2 separate regions of the Sus scrofa genome follow, and region 1 is linked to region 2. The links are chromatin contacts, called in public Hi-C maps. All regions are on one chromosome and are shown on one strand. The core of a region is the stretch at or near the end of the contact, and the rest is flanking DNA. Distances in the headings are between cores, read along the strand shown. Region 1 holds the start of DDX5 (probable ATP-dependent RNA helicase DDX5). Region 2 holds the start of SMURF2 (E3 ubiquitin-protein ligase SMURF2).

What was found. A called contact is a pair of places that touch in the nucleus more often than the background predicts.
Region 1: a Hi-C map of embryonic fibroblasts shows a contact between it and region 2, with 2.7 times the contacts expected there. The contact joins the promoter of DDX5 here to the promoter of SMURF2 in region 2. A contact is called at or near these places in 2 of 5 promoter capture datasets (fetal liver and liver), 1 of 47 Hi-C or Micro-C datasets (embryonic fibroblasts) and 2 of 2 datasets of contacts at active chromatin or transcription factors (alveolar macrophages and skeletal muscle).

The regions. Positions count from the first base shown.
Region 1 is chr12:14,570,032-14,573,101 of Sscrofa11.1, forward strand. DDX5 (probable ATP-dependent RNA helicase DDX5) reads left to right here and starts at 1,681. Exons shown (of 14, transcript XM_021066761.1): 1 at 1,681-1,754; 2 at 2,391-2,569. The coding sequence starts at 2,526. CEP95 (centrosomal protein of 95 kDa) reads right to left here and starts at 1,620. Exons shown (of 19, transcript XM_021066757.1): 1 at 1,463-1,620. The coding sequence starts at 1,481.
Region 2 is chr12:14,366,926-14,370,105 of Sscrofa11.1, forward strand. It overlaps SMURF2 (E3 ubiquitin-protein ligase SMURF2), which reads left to right and starts at 1,758. Exons shown (of 18, transcript XM_021066754.1): 1 at 1,758-1,878. The coding sequence starts at 1,827.

The DNA of each region.
Region 1 (3,070 bases), core at 431-2,930, 200 kb after region 2:
CTACCAGCATTCATGGGGACCTGGGTTCAATTCCTGGCCTCACTCAATGGATTAAGGATCCAGCATTGCCCTGAGCTGTGGTATAGGTTGGGGATGAGGCTCAGATGCTGTGTTGCTGTGGCTGTGGTGTAGGCCAGCAGCTGCTGCTCTGATTTGACCCCTACCAGGGAATGTCAATAAGCTACAGGTGCAGCTCTAAAAAGCAAAAAAAAAAAAAAAAGGCAAACAAAAAACCCACAAAACTATGATGCAAACTCAATTTTTACTGTTCCAAACTAAAATCTCAAATTACTCTACACCTTATTTTAGAAGCTATACGTAGATTTTTATTTAAAATATATTTACAAGAAGTCAGGAACATTATCTCATATACGAAAGGTCACCAGAAACTAATTAATAGATGTTGCTTCAAAATCCCAATAGCATTAGTCATGATGTTACCCAATTATCTTGCCCAAGTTGGAATTTCTCTGGTGCCCAAATAAGTGGTGATTAACTGAGGCTGTTAAGAACTGGAGTAATGACACCAACACTACTGCAGTTTTTAATTTTTTAAATTATATTTTGTGCACATGAAAAGAAATATGGTAAATACACAAAAACGTCTCTACATTCAAAATTAGCACATTACCAATACTGCTGAAGTTTCCTGCTGTCACCCTCCCTACCCTAGATACTGATAAGATGAGCAAAGTTATTTCAAGAGTTTGTCGGCCAAAGGAAACTTAGAAAAACCTGAAACAATTTGCAATTGACGGGAACGTTCTTTTATTCTGTGTGCGTTCTCTTAAGTATGTTCTAGAAACAAGTGCGAGTTTCCGTGTGAAAGCGTCTTCAAGGCATGTTATCTCCCTCTCCCAAAGTTCAGTACTCACAGCTGACCAAACCATGACAACAGGTTTGAACGCTGTCTTGGAGAAAAGGATGAAAGCGTCCTAGACAACCAAATCAATTCGCCTTTCAAAAGCGGTACTAGACAAAGCGAATGAGTCTAGAGATCACAGAAGAGTGAAGTCCACCACGGTTCTGCTATTGGCCGGGGGCATCAACAGATCTTAAAGAGGGCCGGTCCTCCAATGTTCAAATAAAGATGCAGGTACTAGCTACCTCAGTCCTCGCAATGCAAGAACTGCAGGCACAGTGAGTGGGTGGATTCCCCAGAAAAATACGAGTCCGGGGAAGCTACGCGACTGCCCTTTTCGCAGCCAGGTTGCGTGCGCTACGGGCCTCACCGCAAGGGCCCTTCTAACCCACCCCCAAAACCGCACCCCACAACCCGGAAAGAGCCAGGGAGCGGGGATGAGACCCTACCCAGAGAGCCCGCCAACTATCACGGGGTGTCACCAGCCCCGCCGGCCGCCCAAACCCGCCCGAGGCCTCAAGGTAAAAGTGGCAGGGACGTTAGGGGATTTAGAGAGGACGACTTCGTCCACACACACCGGAGCGACAGGCCGAGACTCACCAGCCTCTGAGCCGGCCATGTCGAGAAGGCAGGCCGCTGTCGGACTCTTGGCCCGGTGCGCGCGGGACGGAGCTCAGGGAGGGCCGCACGCCGCAGACCCAGTGCTGACAGGAGGGGGAAGCAAACGAAAGTGCCGGGAAGGAGGGATTAAAAAGGGAGGGACGTTAAAACCGCTTCTCGTTGCTGATTGGTCACCACAGGACCACTTCCTTTCGCAGCACGCGCTGGGGCGGCGGTTTGCGAGCTCTAAATACCATTCTCCGCCGACCAGATCCCGCTAAGGAGTTCTCAGGTGGGTGGGTTTAACAGCCCCGCGGGTCAACCAGCCGACCTGGCCGGTCTCCCCGGGCAATAGCACTGCACTTCCGGCGAGCGATTTCGTTTTGTACTCCTCCGCCGACGCCATCTGGAAAAGTAGTGCGGCCCGCTCACCCGGTGGGCGGGGGGGGAGTCACGTGACAATGTCAGGCTCCGCCTACCCGTCTCGCCGGGTTGTGGGCGTGAGGGCCCTTTGGAGACGTAAACATTTCCAAGAGAACCAAGTGGCTTGGTCTGGGTGGGCCATTTCATTGTTCGTGCTGGACCTGAAAAAGGGCGGGGCGACTTCCTTGAAGTGTGGAAGACAAGGAAAAGGTGAAGTCAAGAGAGTAAAAACTGAGGCTTCCCAGTAGTGGGTGGATGGACCCACCCTTGAAAGGAGTGAAAAACGGGAGGGATGGTTTGGGTGGGGGGAGGAGAAGGAGGGGCGAGAACATGGCGGATTTCGGAACGCCCGCGGGCGGTGCGGCCTCGGCGCAGGGGCGGGGTGATTAGGTCATAGAGCAGCTCCCAGCGTTCTCTGCGGCGGAGGAGGCGGTCCAGGCTATAAAACCGGCTGCCGGGACGCGGCCGGCACCTCATTCATTTCCACCGGTCTCTTGTCGGGCAGCTTGGGCTCCTGTCATCGCCGTCCCTCCGCCGCTGCCGCCCCCGCAAGGCTTCGCCGTCGTCGAAGCCACCTCCAGCGACTTGTCGCACCCGATTCTCTGTGCTTTGTTTCCCGCCAACCGCAACCATTGACGCCATGTCGAGTTATTCAAGTGACCGAGACCGCGGCCGGGATCGAGGGTGAGTGTGGGAACTGACCTGTCAGGCCCTGTGGGTGGGGGATGGGATGCCGATGCGGGGGGGCGGGGTGGCGACGGGAATTCGGCTTCCTCAGCCTATGTTTGGGCCTCGTCCCTCAAAGGCTTGCGCCATTTTGATATTTTTGAAACTGCCTGGGAGTTTCATGTTAATGGTTCTCGAGATCTCTTCTTTTGTCTGGGATGGGGCATCGCGGCCTCGATGATTTATCAGCTCTTGGGAGAATTCCAAGGAGCGTATTTCGAAGGGAGGGGAGCGCAGCGCTTCGAGGCGGACGAAATCGCTGCTGTTAGGTGCAACCTTTCGGAAGGTGTTTTGGGGGCCCCAGGAATTTTGTGGGTGGCGAGGGGGCCGTCTCCGATGCCGTTATTGCGGCGGGGGCAGGACGGTGACCGGCACCGCGGGAATCGGCCATGTGGCTGAGCCGCGGGTACAAAATGCCGGCATCGGACATGGCGGCGGCGCCTTTGTTACCCCGCCCGG
Region 2 (3,180 bases), core at 508-3,007:
GCCTGGGAACTTCCACATGCCACAGGTGCATCCTTAAATAGTGAAGGGGGAAAAAAAAAAAAAAGCAATAGTGGCAGCCTACAAAGGACAAAAAAAAAAAAAAAAAAATCCCCCATGGGTACTTTTGCATGAATACATACTTTTTATTCTGTTTTTAAACTTTGATTATTTGTAAACTCTTCCATATTATATGATCTTCTTAATTGCCACTTAAATGGCAGCATTAAAGCCCATGAAGTTTATGTGATTTACCATTAGGCTGTTAGCTCATCTATCTTTTGTTTTGTTTTTGTCTTTTTAGGGCCACACCTGAGGCATATGGAGGTTCCCAGGCTAGAGGTCTAATCAGAGCTGTTGCTGCTGGCCTAAGCCAGAGCCACAGCAACCCCAGATTCGAGCCATGTCTGCGACCTACACCATAGCTCGCCACAAAGCCGGATACTTAACCCACTGAGCGAGGCCAGGGATCGACCCCACAACCTCATGGTTCCTAGTGGGATTCACTTCCACTGTGCCACAACGGGAATTCCTACCTTCTGTTATTAACCGAACTTTGCAAAGAACATCTTCTGTACTATGTATGATATGTCAAGAATAACTTCCTAAGAGTGCAATTGCAATTACATGGTCAAAGGGTAAGGTACACTTTTTTATTTCAGCTTTTATTTTCTCCTTCTGAGATAACGAAATACAGTTCTGCAGGAAAGCTTTCCATACATTGTTCTCCAAGGCTTATCTTGTTAATAACCCCTTTAAGGCATTATCATCCTCCTATCCTTGCACTACAGCTGAAAAAAGAGCCCAAGTAGGCTGGTAACCTGATCTCATTCACCAGGTGAGTCCTGAATGAAGGTGGCAGCTATGGTATCAGTTGCAAAACACCCCTGGGGATTTGCTGGAACCCTCGGTGTGTCTCTTCCCTCACCCTAGCGACGTTCAACCCAGAGGGCTGCGGATTTAGTTCTAACTTTGCTCGCCCCAGCCTCAGAGAGCCCCTTGCACGCAGTGGGCGTCTTATAAAAGCAGTCTGCATTGCACGGACAAAAGCTCTCTCTATTAAGTGGGCCAAACGCTAAGGCCCTCCTGGCGGCACAGAGCTCCGCGCCAACACCCTGCTCCTTTGTCTACTCCTTCCTCAAGTTCTGCGTGGCATCTTCTGCAACCAAGCACACCGGCCCGGACCGCCGCGCCCAGGCCGACACCGGGCCTGGCGCCCCTGCGCCCCGGGCACCCGGCGCGCGCCCGCACAGGCCCCGCCCACCGGCCCCGCCCTGCCCCGCTGGCCCCGCCTCTCGTCTCCTCCTCTCCTCCCCCCCCCACCCCCCCGAGCAGACGAGTGGCGGCGGCGGCCCCAGGACCGGGTTCCCTCAGACAAGAGGGCGGGTGGAGGAGGAAGCGGCCGAGCCCGAGTCCCGCTCCGGCGCCGCCGAGCACCGCCCGCCTCAGCCCATCAGCCCCGTCGGCTCCTGGGCCTCGCGGAGCCGAGAGGAGGGAAAGGCGGAGGCGGTTGCGTGGAGGCGGCGGGGTGCGGGCGGAGGCGGCGCGGCCGGCCGCGGCTACCGCTTTGTTGTGCGGCCCGGGCGGAGGAAGGAGAAGTGGGAGGAGGGGGGAGCTCGGCGTCCCGCTCCCTCCGCGGCTCATGGCGACGACGCTCGGCACATCCGGGACCCTCCGGCCGTGGCGGCCGCGGCGCCGGCTGCTCGGGCCCCAGCCCCGGCCGCTGTGGTGACTGCGCCGCGCCTCGCCGTCGCCCCCGCCCCGCCCGCCGGCTCCGGGCCCCGCGTCGGGGCCGTAGCCCCGCCGCCGCCGCCCCCGCCGCCGGGGACATGTCTAACCCCGGGGGCCGGAGGAACGGGCCCGTCAAGCTGCGCCTGACAGGTGAGGGGGTTGGGCGGGCGGCGGGAGCCGGGCTGGGGCACCGGTGGGGTGAGCAAGCTGGCGGGGGGTGCCTGTGGCCTTGAGAGGGGCCAGGGTCGCGATCAACGGTGAGTTGGGGGTCGGGGACGTGAAAGGCCTAGTTCAGGAGAGTAATTGCAAAACCACTCTCCCTTGTTTGGAAATTCTTAAAAAAGCCACGGGTGACTCGGGGGTCTTTTGTTGGGGGGGGGGGTGTCCCGGATTGGAATTCCGGGAGGTTTTGAGGTCGAAAAGCCGTGGCGAAGAAACTCGGCTCTCTCCCGGGGCCTCGGGGAGCAGCCCCCGGGCTCCTGCCCAGCTGGGGTCGTCGAGAGGATGAGGAGCTCCTGCGGCGGGGATTATTGAATCCGGCTGCTGGCTGCGCGCAGTAAACACTCCTTAAAGATGGAGCGCTTAACGGGAGGGTGTGTGTGTGTGTTCCCTGGTTGTTAACTTGTTGGCCCACTTATGCCCGCCTGCAAAACCTTTCCTCTCTGCTGCCAGCGGCGGCAGCCGGTGCCACACACCTGAGACGCACGACTTTGAAAGGGAAGGAGACTGAGGTTGACTTTTCCGGTGTGTCTGCCTGATCCGACGACTCGGGCGCATTGTACACTCTGTGTTTTGGAAGTGTTTGATTGTAGGGTAACATGCTTGGGGTTGTTCCTTGTAGGCCGCAGAACTTGTGTTTCACTTCTAGCTCTAGACCTGCTTTAAAAACACATTTTGCGGGTTGGGGGGGATACATTTCTATATACGTGCTCATATAAACTTCAGCGAAGCAAAGTTTTTCTCGTTCCCAACTCTGCACCCCTTTCCTTTCTAAATGGAAAAGAATGGAAGGGTTGCTAGATAGCAGGCTTTTCTTACGAAGTGTTTATGATTCCAAGGGTATTAAATCTTTAACGTTACAGGTACGTTTTGCTTACAGTGCTATTTTTTTTAATATTCTTACATGGTCATGTTACCCCATTTTAAGGAAAAATTGTTTTGGCTTTGAAAAGAGTAGAGACCAGTGTATTTATTCCTAGTTTCAACATTCACTGTTAATAAATTACCCACGTTGATATTCGGATTTGTCATGAGAAAAATGGCTTTCTTTAGAGAATCTGTGTGTACGTGTGTGGGGGTGTGTGTAAGAATAAACTAATTATGTTCGCCTACAGTAGACTTTGAGATTTATATGGACTAATTTTGTAATTGAGTGCTTGTGTGTCACATCCCAGTCCACTGGCTGAACTTTGAAGATAAAAACGTGCAGCTGAATTAGGTATTTGAAAATTT